Linked DNA regions of Mus musculus: all the other regions are linked to region 1. Evidence: chromatin contacts called from public HiChIP or PLAC-seq and promoter capture Hi-C data. All regions are on one chromosome and are shown on one strand. Each heading gives the region's core, a stretch centred on a gene start, on an enhancer-like site or on the middle of the called end of the contact. The rest is flanking DNA. Distances are from core to core; before and after follow the strand shown. Region 1 holds the start of Kbtbd8os (kelch repeat and BTB (POZ) domain containing 8, opposite strand). Region 2 overlaps Frmd4b (FERM domain containing 4B). Region 3 overlaps Gm46970 (a long non-coding RNA gene). Region 4 holds the start of Rbsn (rabenosyn, RAB effector). Region 5 holds the start of Eogt (EGF domain-specific O-linked N-acetylglucosamine (GlcNAc) transferase).

Region 1 (2,700 bases), core at 128-2,627:
GGAGTTGGTGATGAGGCTCCCTGGGAGCTGGTAGTGTGCATGCATGGTGCCTGTGGTTCAATTTACAGCAATATACTAAATACATAAATAAAAAATAATAAAATATTCAACTGCTTGACCTAATGCTAGGAAAGTTACTACTGTGAACTAAGTCTCTACTGAAGCTTCCTTCCCATTCACTGATAAAGGGGTATCTGCAAGTATTTGTTCACTTCGCTTTCCATTCATCTTTTAAGTTTCTACAACTTGTCAGAGCATCCTGTTAGATGCCAGAAACAGGATGAGGAAATCAGAATAGATAACAAGGTGGCTGGGGAGATGGCTCCGTGATTAAAGTGCTTGCCATGCCGAGAGAGAGAGAGAGAGAGAGAGAGAGAGAGAGAGAGAGAGAGAGAGAGAGAGAGAGAGTTAATATCTCTGGGTTTCGATTGAGAGACCATGCTTCACTGTATAAGGTAGAAAAGCAGCGTTGTAGGATTTCTGACACCAATCTCCGGCCTCCACGTGCACCTGCACCGCCCCCCAACATGTACATCCACTCGTGCAAACAAAACAAAACAAAACAAAACACCAAACCACAGATACAAATGCACACACACAGAGACTCAGACAGACAGACAGACAGACAGACACACACACACACACACACACACAATAGGAGAAGAAAAAAAAATAGGTCAACAATAAAACCCCTGCTTTCTTGCAAAAAACTATGAAGTAGACTGAATGCCGAGTGCTCGCTGTTATAAGAGAGGTTCAAGGGCTGGAAGAGCTTGTGCAAGAGCCAGGGTTGAGCACGGTCCAGAGGAGCGCCAGGCTCAGCCTCTCTCCAGCATCTCTTCACAGGAAAGCCGGAGGCCCTCTTCACGTTCAAGAAGCCCAGGGGAAATCAATTATCCGAGTCTCCCTTGAGTACTCGAGCGCTCTTCGGTGTGACAGGTGTTTCCTGGTGTGCTAGAAATGCAAGCCAAGTGGATTCAGGTCCTGAGTGGCCATGTAACCAGACCCAGTTGATCTGTGAAAAGCGGGGCATGTGGCTAAGGGGATGCAATTTCAAGTGGGCGTTACAGGTGACTCATCAGAGACCTATCGATGGTGTGTGTGTGTGTGTTGGGGGGGGGGGGGTTGTCTTATATCCTTTGTATTTTTGGATAACAGCCCTCCTGACCATTTCCAACTTTTCGGAGTTTCATAGCCCTCGTGCAGAGCGCGTTTTCATACCAGAATCTAGTCACGGATAGGGAATTTGGGGTATGAAGACAATTATTTTTAAAGTGGAGTCGAGACTAGGAGAGAGGCCCTTGCCGGGGAAATTTGCTCAATAAGAGCTTTTCCTACCTCACTCCTCAGAGTGACAGTTCGCCTCAGCCAGATGACTACATTTCCCAGCGGGCGCTGTGCATCTCAAGGCACAGGCTGGCGGGCTCGGGGCGCTCCTCCGCCCAGCTAGCCAATAGAAATGCTCGGCTTGGGCCTCTGTCCGACTAGGAGCACGCGGGAACGGGGGCCTTAAAACTACATTTCCCGACGCGCTGGTAATCGCGCACTGACCAATCAGAGCCAGGTATTTTGAGGCTCGGGGAGGAGCCGACTCGGTCAGCCACCCTCATTGGCTAGGCAACGCTTAGCAGAGCCGGAACCCGGGAGCGAGCGAAACGCAATGACATTTCCTCTTTAAATAACCGGAGCCGGGGCCCCTGTAGTAATGGCCGCGTCGGCAGGTGGGTGGCGTGGTGCGGCCGCCCGCAGTGTCGGAGGAGGGAAGCAGGAGCGCGGGCGCCGGCCACAACCTGAAGCGGCGGCCTTAAGGCGGGAGGGAAGGATGGAGAGACGGCGGGCGCGGAGGCGAGGATGAATGGGGAGGAGGGCGGTGGGCGGCGCGCCCGCGAAGATGGGGCGTCTGGGTACCGGCCGCCCGCGAGGCGGTTGAGGGGTGCCCTGGCAGTCGCCCTCGATCGCGCTGCCCTCGGGAGCCTTCCGTCCCGCGCTCGACCCGGAGCCGAGTCCCCGCGCATCGCCGCCGCTGCCGGCTCGGCTGGCTCGCCTCACACGCTCCCTCCGCGAGCGCGGCGGTCCGGGCTCGCCGGGCTCCGGAGGAGCGCGCCGGCCTGGGAACTTGTTCGCCCTTGTTGAGCTCTCGGCTCCTAGAGCCTGTGTCGGCGCTCCTGTGCCCACACACGGACGTTTGTGTACGGGGTGGGGGGGAAAAAAACCCACGATGCCGTAAACTGGCTTCGAACTTCTTGTGGTTGTGCGATTTTTCTCCTAGATTTAAGTAAGTCTTCCCCAACACCGAATGGGATTCCATCTTCAGACACAGCCAACGATACCATGGATCCTTTCCATGCTTGCAGTATTCTTAAGCAACTCAAAACAATGTACGATGAAGGACAGTTGACAGACATTGTAGTGGAAGTGGATCACGGGAAAACATTTTCCTGTCATAGAAACGTTCTTGCTGCAATCAGCCCCTACTTCAGGTATGACGACGGTAGAAACTTATATATTACTATCCGTACAAGACTCCCTTTCAACCCAGTGTTAGCCACTTGATTGTGGTACTGAGTTGGGACAAATACATAAAGGCAAACCAGGTGTTTATTTTCTGAGAGTAGGTAACAGGTCTTGCTTGTCTTACTAATGAGCCCCTGTTTTGAGGTGGGATTCCAGAGTTTAGATAGTTGGATTTTAAGTTAGTGG
Region 2 (2,700 bases), core at 4-2,503, 2.3 Mb after region 1:
TTTTTTTTTTAGTTAAAAAAAATCTAAAAATTCTAGTTTGAGTTCCCTGGTTACATTTTCTAGTCAAAACAAGCAACCTGACAGGTTCTTTCTTCAGATGGAAATGTCACCAACAATTCTGTGTTCTCTAATTGTGGTGTGAGAACCTCCGACAAACAACTGTGACAAACAACTGTGACAAAAGCCATTCACTAGCTGTCCCTGGACTGTGAGCCTCCATTCTGTGACCTCAGTGAAGCCCATTCAGGATGCAGAGAGTTCTACCTTGTGGGCTTCAGCACGATCATTTCTTTAACAGGAGTAACAACTGCCTGCTTTGAAGAATAAAGGCTATGATGATGTCACTGTCTTGTTTGGAGGATGAGTTAAGTGAATCATTAAAGCCTTGATAAGGGTTTCAATTATGCTAGCAGAGAAGAGAAAGTTAACACCAAGCAGCTACAGGACATTTGAGATAACTGCTAAGTAGGGGCCAAAGTCCCAGGAACAAGCCACCGCCAAGTGCTGTGGAATTCCAGGAACCTGCTGCAAAAGATAGCAAGGCCTTGTGAGGGGCTGTCAGGAAGGGGAGGCAGGGTTTGCTCTCTGGAATTTTCAGGCACACGCTAGACCTCAGCAGCTGTCTGCAGAACAGGCACACAAATGTGGTCACTAAATAAATGGTATTTGTTAAGATTCTCCAAAGACACATTCCTTTGGCTGTACTGTGACACAGCAAAAACGTGGTGAGTGTCCACAAAGATTAGTGTGGAAGGATGTTGACTGTGTCCAGAGTTTAGCATAGCCAGGGGCAGCCCATGTGTTTGCAGGAGGCTGGCCAGCTGAAGTATGCACAAGCAAAGAAACAGATATTCTCCCCATCCTTCGTAAGATACAAACAGTAAGTCAGTAAAAAACCCACCCAGTTATCCCACAAGGTGGGAAAGGAGAGGTGAAGGAACTTCCTGTGGAAAGGAACTTCTCATTCATTCTGTGTTTTCAGAGTTGGAAATACTCACAGGGTTAACTTCATTCCTTATAGGTACCTCATTCACACCAACTTTCCCTTCAGTTTCTGACTAGCCCTAGCCTAGACCTAGCCCTAGCCCTAGCCTAGCCCTAGCCCTAGCCTAGCCCTATCCCTATCCCTAGCCTAGCCCTAGCCCTAGCCTAGCCCTAGCCCTAGCCTAGCCCTATCCCTATCCCTATCCTAGCCCTAGCCTAGCCCTAGCCCTAGCCTAGCCCTATCCCTATCCCTAGCCTAGCCCTAGCCCTAGCCCTAGCCTAGCCCTAGCCCTAGCCCTAGCCCTAGCCCTAGCCCTAGCCTAGCCTAGCCCTAGCCCTAGCCTAGCCCTAGCCCTAGCCTTAACCCTAACCCTAACCCTAACCCTAACCCTAACCCTAGAGTTAGGGTAAGGGCATTGTTCTCCTTGCTTCTGGTGGGGCCCTCCTTCACTCACTTCTGGGCACATGTGCCTTACACCACACCCTTTCAGTACTACAGGTTTTCCTTAGGATCCTTGGACACCTTTCAGCTATGATTTAGACCTATATAAGTCACTTTGGGTACCCTCCTTCTTGAGCGTTAATAATAATGGAAACATTTGGATATTTGTAAACATTCACCATGACTTTCTTTGTCTGAACATTATAGGAAGGAGGAGGGAAAGAAGGGGGAGGGGAAGGAGGAGGAGGAGTAAGGAAAAGAAGGAAGAAAGAGGGAAAAGAGGAGGCGAAGGGAGGGAGTAGAGGGGTTGGGGTGGGGTTTCCAACATCATAGTATAAAATGAGATGTATTGTCATTAAAATTCCCCATGATCTTAGACTATGCTTCATGTTGAATTAGTTTTAAATGGTTTTACACTTATTTCTTCTGGGTGCGCATGTTTACGTGTATGGGTGCATGCCTGTGGAGGAGAGAGGACAACTGTTGGAGTTTGTTTTCTTGTTTCACTGCTATACAGTGTGTGCGTGTGTGTGTGTGTGTCTGTATGTGTGTGTGTGTGTGTGTGTGTGTGTGTGTGTGTGTGTGTGTAAACCCTGCACCCAGAGTCCCTCACTACTAAGGGCTCTCACTAAGCAGTCTATGCTGGCTGGCCAGCAAGCCTCAGGGATCCACCTGTTTTGACTTCACTGGGGCTGGGATTACAAGTGAGCCAGGGATCAAGTTCAGGCAGCCGGGCTTGGTTGCAAGAGCCTTTCCCGGTGAAGGCATCTGAATCAGCTTTATGAAAATAACTTTGGTTTATAAACAATCTACCAGCAATACAAAGTTGTGGTAAAACTGTCTATCGGGTTTAAAGTGGGGGCAGGCTATAAGAACGGGAACCGTGGTCTCCATTGGCAGTGTTTTGTATCTTAAGCTATGGAGAGGGCAAGAGGGTTGATTAGTCTTTAAATATTCTACTTCTCTTAGGTTGGTAATAATTAATGTTTATATACCTGCCTGGTGGGCCAGCTCTGAGAAAATCCCTGATTTAGTTAAAGGCATGGGTCTTAGGACTTTGCTGAGGGGCTTTCCCAAACAGAGCTCACAGGACATGGCACGGGTCAGTAGAGTTCTCCTTGTCCATCTCCGCAGGAGACGATTTGGATCTTTGAGCGGTTGGGATAATTCTTTCCTTGTGCAGTTGTTTTGCATTGTATCTTCGATTTCAATTAAGACATGGAATTACATGAAACTTAGTTGTTTCAACATCCCCAGCACGCATTATTCCCAGC
Region 3 (2,700 bases), core at 1-2,500, 2.4 Mb after region 1:
TTTAATCACCCCTGTCAAGTCTATAATATGGGGCAACATTTACAGATTGCAGAAATTAAGACTCCATACCTCTGGGCCATTACGCAACCGAGTACACTAGTCTTTTCAAATCCAAAATGTATTCACACACCATAGCTCTCATGCTGTTTATATAGGACAACTTTACTAGCCAGTACAAATCCCTACTGAAGTGGGCTTAGACTATGAGGTTACAGGTAAGAGGTAACGGCAGAATGCCAACATGGACCCCAGGTGTGCACGCCCTGGGTAACCTATGCCTTTGTGTGCAGCTGGGGCTTTCGATGCTTCTAGCTCCAAGAGGATGACAAGGATGGGCTGCTGTGTGACCCTGATCAGCTTATGTTATATGCCAAAGGCACTCCTGGCATCACCCCAGGAAATGCTCCCTCAAGCATCATTACAAAAGGGAGAGAAAGGTGGCCTGCTGTTTTTGAAGAAGTACACAGCTCTCCTGTGCAGCCAGCCTGTGTGTGTGAGAGCTACAGGTGGCTGAGGACTTCAGTCCTACAGCTGTAGAGAGCCACAGTCTCATAGCAGCCAATGCGCATGAAGGAGGAGTCTGGGCCTTGGGCGAGATCATAGCCTGGGCCTGCACCTGAATTTCAGTCTGATGAAACCCTGAGCAGAGGGCCCAATTAAATTATGTGAGCATCCTGACCCAAGGCCACCCACGTGTGCCGAGTAAGCCATGCCATCAATGGTAATTGGTTACACAGCGATAGAAAATTGATGAACTTGTTTTGCAAGGGGTTTACTGTTCAGATCTCAGCTAGAAAATAGATAAGGGCAGACTACCCAAGCGAAGAGTCGAGTACAACATACTCTCAGGCAGCAAGGTATCCTGGGAAGAAAATGTCCTCTGTGTAAGGGAGATGGCTCAGAGCCAGAAAATAAGATTAATGTTAACTGCAAAATACACTGGGGGACAGGTTTGAGGGACATTAAGAAATGGAACAGGGAGATGTTTAGCCAAGTCTTTCAACTGCGGGGATGAGAGCCCAATTCAAACAGGCTGGGCCACCATGAACGGATCAGAGATTGAATGTGGAGAATTCAGCCATTTCTGTGTCAGCCTGATTTTCTCCCGGTCTCTCTCTCACTCCCATCCTCCCTGCTCACCTCACCGTGAGGCAGTCCTTTCCAGTATCAGTCAAGGGCTCGGCCTGATACTTGACTTACTGAACAAGCTTCAAGGTAAGCGATTCTTCCTAGTCATCCCAGCAGGAGTCCCCTGCTGTCTTCACTAGCTCTGACCCTGTCACAGCTGCCTCACTGGCCTGACTTTGACCCCATGAGGGAGGGGCCAGCCTCATCTGAAACCAAGCCGGAATTCAGTTAGCAAAGGTGGCAGACACCTGTTGCCCTACCAAAAAGACGTTGGCTCCATGTTCATGCTCAGGTAAAAGAGGGCCGAGTCTGCTCAAGTCAGCAAACCCAGAAGTGCTAGGCAGGCTTCTCTGCATGGCATCTGGCTTCACGCTCACTACCACACCCACTTCTCCAACAGCCGCTGCAGCAGGCACATGGGCATGGGAGGATACTCCGGCTCACGGTTCCCCCAGGCCACTGACCTAGCAACTGGCAAAGCAGAACTCAAATCAAGGAATGTGAGTTTCCAAAATAAGGAGTTCAATGCTCTCCTTCTAAACGAACTTTAACCAGACTAGCACATGGAGATGGGGTAGCACCCGATAACATGTAACACCCCTCTATGAAGGCCCACTTTAAACCTTCCCACGGGGATTTAACAAGTGGTCTACTTTCATTTCGGTACAGCAATTCATTGGCTGAATTGAAATAGAAGACAGCCCACAGGGCTCAGGGAAAAAGAAAGTGGATATCAGTAAGCCCAGGGATGGGGGTGGGGGTGGGGGTGGGGGTGGGGGTGGGGGTGGGGGTGGGGGGGAGGGGACAGATATGTGGAGGAGGACAGCCTGTGGAGGACCATTGAAGCCCCAGCATCGACAGCCACAATGCCAGAGACAGACAATGACAGAGGAAGTCTGTGAAGGAAACAGGTTCAGGACTGTCCCCCTCCCAGGCCCTCCCTCCCATTGTGCCTCTCACTGAGTCAGCCTGGAGAGGAAGAAAACAGAGACTGTCATTCTCCCACACACACCTCTAACTTATCCCCAACAGGGAAGGAGAGGAGGCTGAGACAAGTAAGACACAAGCAGGCACCCATCCCCCACCTCCACACACCCAGATGCTCTGTGGTGCCCTGCCACCCCCATTCCCCACAGCAGAGAATTCAGTCAGGCTTCCACGGAGAAGGCATACTTTCAAGGACTGGTGTCAGCCTAAGATGTGTCACTTAGTTACAGAATGGCAGGCTGTTGGTATAGTACTGTTGGTAGAGTGCTTGCCTGGCATGCAGGAAGCCCTGGGTTCAGTGCCTAGCATAGCATAAACTGGACACATGAATGACCACAGCACTCAGGAGAAGGAGGCAGGTAGATCAGAAGTTCAAAGCTATCCTCAACCACATAAAGATCTGAGGTTAGCTAGGACTGCATGAGACCTTGTTTCAAAAAAAAAAAAAAAAAAAACCCAGATGACTTAATGTCTCTGGACTTTAGTATAGGGTTGAGATACAGGGTGATGATGACGATGATGAAGCAGGATATATATATATATATATATATATATATATATATATATATATATATACACAGACAC
Region 4 (2,700 bases), core at 47-2,546, 2.9 Mb before region 1:
ACATTTCAGGGCTTAATAACTTACATTTTCTGTCTTATTGGACTACAGCAAAGTCACTGTTGATGTGACCCTGAAAGACTCCTAACCATTGAGAACAAGGATAAAATCATTTCACAGAAGCAAAGAAATCTGTTTCCAAGACTTTAGAGGCCACATATCACAGCACAGAGTGGGAGTTTGTGTAGCTAGAATTGTGGTGTGCTGCAGAGGGCACAGAGGAGGGTACCATCTGGTCCTCAAAGGTGAAGGGTGACAGCAACTCAGAAAATAAATTAAACAGGACGCTAGGTGCCTGTTATTTCCTTTAATTAAGAAATTTGACAGGCGTGGGAGGCAGAAGCAGACAGATACCTGTGAGTTTGAGGCCAGCCTGGTTTACATGTCAAGTTCCAGGCCAGACATAGATACATAGTGAGACCCTTGTCTTGAGATTAAATAAATAAATCGAGAGACTACACACATGCAGACCCATCCCGGAAAGCATCTGAGGCATCACTTAAACAGCCAGCCTCAGGTCCGACCGGTTCTCTCCCCAGCCAGTGGCTGACAGGATCCTCTGGGTGTGACAGCTGCCTCCTCCCCGCCTGCAACTCATCCTGAAGAAAAAGTCAAACAGAAGTCGTCCCCGTGCACCCTGGCCACACATCGCAGCTCAGTTCTCACCCTGGAGAAACGCCCCTTACTCAAGGCAGGCTCCCTCCAGGATGCCTTCACAGCAGCTGCCTGGGGTGCCATAGCCTATACACAAGTGAAGTGACTAACACAAGACAGCAGCCGGGAAGGAGAGCCTGGGATTTTCGCCATCACCACGAGAACTCGGAGAGCGGGATAATAGGGTTCCGCGAATGAAGTGGGGGACCTTAACATAAAGTCACTTAATTAGGTGCCACCACAAACCACCGCAATTGATGCCGCAACCAGAAGGCCAGTTGTGCAAACTCTCGCCTCCAGACTGGATTGAAAAACCCAGCCGGGGGGCTCTGTAGAGATCCGCACGGCCACGCGCACCCGCGGGACGCGACTCTGCGGGACATCACGCAACACGTCACGGCGCGGGCAGAGACCCGCGCGGCGCCGAGGCCCGCAAAGCCTCATCTCCCGACCGCATCGTCATCTCAAACCACACGTCACACCCACCTCAGCCACCGCCGCGCTCTCTGCGACACCCTTTCTCACTCCCTGCGGCTTCCGACAGGCAGTCGGCAGCCTGCCTTTCCACCTCGGGTTCTGACTGCCGGCCTACGAGGTTCCTCAGAGACCAGTGGCAGCCATCGCCATCAGTGGCTCGGCGCTCGACAGGCGCGCCGGGCAGAAACCGGAAGACAGACTGACACGCGGCGGTCGAGCGCCGAGTCCTCGAGCGCACTGAACCTGGAAGAGGATGCTGCGCAGGCGCTGCCGCAACGGGGCGGGCCCAGTAGGAGGAGGTAAACTGCGAAGTTCTCTCAGGTCCTAGCAACACATCGATGTGAAACCCTACACTCGCCCTTCACTCACCCTATAGGTGGGGAAACTGAGACTTTGGCTCTTAAATAATGTGCCTGCAGCGCTAACATTATTTAGAGACCGTTAAAAAGTTTCTGAGATTTTTGCATAAATGCCTTAATACAGCGGTTGTTCTTCCAAAGGACCCAGGTTTGAAAAACTGCTTGTCTGCTACCTATATGCTCTCTTCTGGAGTCCATGGGCACTGCACATGTGGTGCACAGACATGCAGGCAAAACACACATACAAAATTTTGTTTTTTTACTTTTTTGTTGTTGTTGTTAAAAAAAAGTTTCTGAGTGCGAGAGACTAAGTTATGTTCAGCACATTGAGGAGACAGAAAGACGTGGAAATTGAGCCAAAGAAAGTAGAGACGTTGAGGAGTCGTGTCAGGGATTGGAAGTTGGCTCAATTGATCCTGGTTGGGACTCAATTTCCACCACACACCCATGCCTGTAACACCAATACTCTAAGGATGGAGGCAGGAGGACCAAAAATTTAAGTTAATTTTCAATTACATAGCAAGTTCAAGGCCATACTGGGATACATGAAACTCCATCTCAAAAAAGCATAAAAAAGTATGAGGGTAGCTAGATCTCTGCAAAATAAGTGGCATTTATGTATGAGTCAGGGTTCTCTAGAGTCACAGAACTCTATAGTCTATATAGTAAGGGAATTGGTGGATGACTTACAGTCTGTAGTCCAATTCCCAACAATGGTCAGCAGCAGCTGTGAATGGAAGTCCAAGGATCTAGCAGTCACTCAGTCCCACAAGGCAAGCAGTTGAAGAAGAGAGTGTCAATCTTCCTTCTTCCAATGTCCTTATATAGGTCTCCAGCAAAAGGTGTGGCCCAGATTAAAGGTGTCTGCCACCACACCTTTAATCCCAGATAACCTTGACTTGGAGATCTTCCTGTCTTAATCTTCTGGAATTCATAGCCACTGTGCCTCAAGATCTCCATGCCAAGATTCAGGTCAGAAACTTCTATCTCAGCCTCCAGATTAGGATCACTGGTGAGCCTCCCAATTCTGGATTGTAGTTCATCCAGATATAGTCAAGTTGACAACCAGGAATAGCCCCTGCAATTTACAAAAGACAGTATGGCAGATCAGTCATGTCTGAACCTAGCTGTACCATGCAACAACCACAGGGTACAGAGACAGACCCATCTGTTATTGAGGTCTGTTTGCTTTATAGCCAGCACACCATCTAGA
Region 5 (2,700 bases), core at 99-2,598, 2.0 Mb after region 1:
AATGACCAGCAAATCCCTAGCCAGAAGCCCGGAGATGAAGATGCGTGATTCTCCTCAGTGAATGAACACTACTAAGTCTCTCAAAGCAAAGTCAGAGCCCAGGGTCCCCTGGACATAGTAACCCACGGAGCAGACACTAGTGGTGAGCAGGAAGGAGGTAGCCCGCTTCACACCACATCACTCAATCCAGACCAACAGGATAATTAGCAGAGAAAACATTCCTAGGACCAAAGCCTGTTCCTGGTTCTCATTGCAGTAATCCTGTTCTCTGATTCCCGGGGCTGCCTGGACCAGTGCCAACCTCAGGATCACAACAGGCCACCCAGCCCTTGGACTAACCTTCTAGGTCGCGGCTTGGAGCACTAGGTCCTAAATTTCGGGTATCCAAATCCACAGCTCTGCAATGCGTTCTGCCGGTTAACAAAACTTGACCATTCATGGAAAAAAGTAACCCTTGGCCGTGGGGAAAATCTAAAGGAGCAGATCAGAAAGTTGGCTTTTGCAAGGGAGGGCATGTACCCACTTGCATATGCTGGGTGATGGTTCCCTGTGGTGCATGAAAGTACAACTTCAGGGCCTGGCAGAAAGCCTTCCCGGAGTTGAGTTCTCTGGCAAGACTTGGCAGGGATGAAAGCTTTAGTAGGTTAGGCTACCGCGTCTTTTTGCACAAAACGGTCAATCGCGCTCCACTCGTGTGTGGCTTGATTGGATTTTCACGGACCTAAAAAGAGAAGAGGAAAAAAAGGTAAAAATCTGAACGCCGTAAACCATGAGAGCTGGGGTTACTAGGACTACCACATGAATGGCTTAGGGCATTGCTGGGCAACAGAGCCAGCAGCGGACAGATGAAGTGCATCTGGGACTCAAAGACTATCAAGTCCCAAGGTAGGCAAGCAGACAGAGCTCAGACAGAGCTCGGCTGCCTGAGGCGCCGAAGTGGCAATCCTGCTGTGGCGATCCTCCGGTTGTCTGCGGAACGTCAACCCCTCCCCTGTGTAGCGGAGTCAGCCCCTCGCGCCCGGCAGCAGCCAACCCTGCCCCGGGTGCTTGGGGAAGCAGCTGTCTTAGGAGACGCTCGGCTCCCAGGTGTGCCTGGAGAAGCCACTCCGCCCCAGCATGGGGATCGAGGCAACAGGGCAGGCCTGGCTGGGCATCTCCCTAGCCTACAGCCACCGATCAACTCCTGGTAACCAGCTGAAGGCCGCGGGCTGGGATCAGAGTCCCAGAGTCAGGCTGCGGGCCCACGGGGGTGCAGGCGCCGGCCAGGAACAGGCGGGGAAGGCGCGGGGCCCACCTGCAGCTTGACTAGGGAGCGGCGGCGGCGGCAGTGGCGGCAGCTTGGGAGTAACGAGACGTCACCGCCGGCAGCCGCGAACCGGAAACCTCCGGCGCCCAAGCCGGGCCAGGGGGCGCCCGGGAGCTGCCGCGACACCTTGGCCCGGGGCTCAAGGGCGGACCGGAATGCCTTGACCACACCCAGCGACCAGAGTCTGGAAGGCACTCTTGGACACCCATCAGCCAAGGTTACGGACACCCTGTGACCCACAGCCTGATCCACTGGGGACACCCGCCTACATCCCCTCCGGGACGTGGGACACCGGGGTGCAAGTCCCTGGCTGCTCCTCCAGGCGCTTGGCAGGTCTCCAGCACCAGAGAGTAGGCAGGCAGACTACGGGACTGTTTACATATCACTCAGGGTTGTAATTTTATTGCTTTCCCATTCTGAGCAGAAGTTGCTGCCCTGATTTTCAAATGAGACTGGATGTAGTGGGACACTCTCTGGTGGGTAGTGAAAATACTGTAGATTCCAGGGAATTGTACCTGTCCATGAAGTGTCCAAGTCCAATGGCTACTCTTGTTTAATTTTTACGTTTTTGCTATTTCATGATGATTTCTAACTGCTTGTTTAGGTGATGATTACGTGTATGCATATCTCCCATTCTCTTCCATTCTTGACACCTTGCAGTTCCAGCATGCCTTCTGGAGCATGGGGGAGACAGCCATTAAATTATGATTAAAGGGTTCAAGGGCTGACAGGTGGCTTAGAGTTTTCAAAGCGCTTGTGGGAGCAAGCCTGACGACCCACGTTGAATCCTAGGATCCTACCACGAAAGGGGAGAACCCACTCCCTGACCTCGTTCTCTGACCTCCTGGATACTCACACCTTCCTATACAATACTAATAAATGAAAAAAAGGACCCAGCTTATATTAATGGTGTCAAAATAAACATGCTCAGATGCATTCAGTTCACAAGGCTTACATGTCTTATAAATTTTAAGAAGCTACTATGAGAACTGAAACCAGAACTGGTGGTACAGGCCTGCTGTTCCAGCTACTCCACAGGCTGAGTCATGGAAAAAATTTAAAAAAAATAAAAAATAAAAGGAAGTTCAAGACACCCAGACAACTTAGTGACCACGGAGATGAGTGCTATCCTAACATGTGCACGACCCCAGGTTCAATCCCCAGTAACATACAACATACACATGGGCTGGGCACTTTAGGGAAGGCCTTTCTTTAATCCTAGCTAGCACTTGGAAGGCAAAGGCAAATGGATCTCTGTAAGTTTGAGGCCAGCCTGATCTATGTCGCAAGTTCCAGACCAGCTGTGTTTTATATGTGTATGTGTTTAATATGTATATAATTTGTTTAATATATATCCTGTTCAGTATGTATTGTGTTAGCATGTCATTTACATG

Evidence for each region. Promoter capture Hi-C pulls out the DNA fragments that hold promoters and counts their contacts. HiChIP or PLAC-seq counts read pairs in DNA pulled down with a chosen protein or histone mark. Capture Hi-C pulls out chosen DNA fragments and counts their contacts.
Region 2: a promoter capture Hi-C map of liver shows a contact between it and region 1, with 2.6 times the contacts expected there. The contact joins the enhancer-like site here to the promoter of Kbtbd8os in region 1. A contact is called at or near these places in 6 of 39 promoter capture datasets (the 3T3-L1 cell line, 3T3-L1-derived adipocytes, liver and 1 more).
Region 3: a promoter capture Hi-C map of liver shows a contact between it and region 1, with 3 times the contacts expected there. The contact joins the enhancer-like site here to the promoter of Kbtbd8os in region 1. A contact is called at or near these places in 5 of 39 promoter capture datasets (3T3-L1-derived adipocytes, frontonasal cranial neural crest, hippocampal neurons and 2 more) and 1 of 9 other capture datasets (liver).
Region 4: a contact with region 1 is called in a promoter capture Hi-C map of liver, with 5 times the contacts expected there. The contact joins the promoter of Rbsn here to the promoter of Kbtbd8os in region 1. A contact is called at or near these places in 1 of 39 promoter capture datasets (pre-B cells), 3 of 484 Hi-C or Micro-C datasets (CD4 T cells, CD8 T cells and regulatory T cells) and 1 of 9 other capture datasets (liver).
Region 5: an H3K27ac HiChIP or PLAC-seq map of embryonic stem cells shows a contact between it and region 1, with 7 times the contacts expected there. The contact joins the promoter of Eogt here to the promoter of Kbtbd8os in region 1. A contact is called at or near these places in 13 of 39 promoter capture datasets (the C10 cell line, cranial neural crest, embryonic stem cells and 7 more), 1 of 484 Hi-C or Micro-C datasets (B cells), 9 of 115 datasets of contacts at active chromatin or transcription factors (embryonic forebrain, embryonic hindbrain, embryonic stem cells and 4 more) and 1 of 9 other capture datasets (liver).

The regions. Positions count from the first base shown.
Region 1 is chr6:95,116,254-95,118,953 of GRCm38.p6, forward strand. Kbtbd8os (kelch repeat and BTB (POZ) domain containing 8, opposite strand) reads right to left here and starts at 1,378. Exons shown (of 2, transcript NR_153843.1): 1 at 1,339-1,378. Kbtbd8 (kelch repeat and BTB (POZ) domain containing 8) reads left to right here and starts at 1,627. Exons shown (of 4, transcript NM_001008785.5): 1 at 1,627-1,721; 2 at 2,270-2,480. The coding sequence starts at 1,706.
Region 2 is chr6:97,409,413-97,412,112 of GRCm38.p6, forward strand. The region is part of intron 4 of Frmd4b (FERM domain containing 4B); the gene reads right to left. Among named protein-coding and RNA genes, the nearest start is that of Frmd4b, 77 kb to the right of the region's middle. Within about 2 kb of position 1,254, at least 61 of the 459 cell types and tissues checked have an H3K27ac peak or open chromatin away from gene starts, as enhancers often do. A contact at or near this core is called in liver, where this site is marked.
Region 3 is chr6:97,516,546-97,519,245 of GRCm38.p6, forward strand. It overlaps Gm46970 (a long non-coding RNA gene), which reads left to right. Exons shown (of 5, transcript XR_003956336.1): 1 at 1-1,215. It also overlaps a transcript of Frmd4b not described here. Among named protein-coding and RNA genes, the nearest start is that of Gm46970, 22 kb to the left of the region's middle. Within about 2 kb of position 1,251, at least 28 of the 459 cell types and tissues checked have an H3K27ac peak or open chromatin away from gene starts, as enhancers often do. A contact at or near this core is called in liver, where this site is marked.
Region 4 is chr6:92,213,574-92,216,273 of GRCm38.p6, forward strand. Rbsn (rabenosyn, RAB effector) reads right to left here and starts at 1,297. Exons shown (of 12, transcript NM_030081.3): 1 at 1,138-1,297.
Region 5 is chr6:97,147,538-97,150,237 of GRCm38.p6, forward strand. Eogt (EGF domain-specific O-linked N-acetylglucosamine (GlcNAc) transferase) reads right to left here and starts at 1,349. Exons shown (of 18, transcript NM_175313.5): 1 at 1,295-1,349; 2 at 340-721.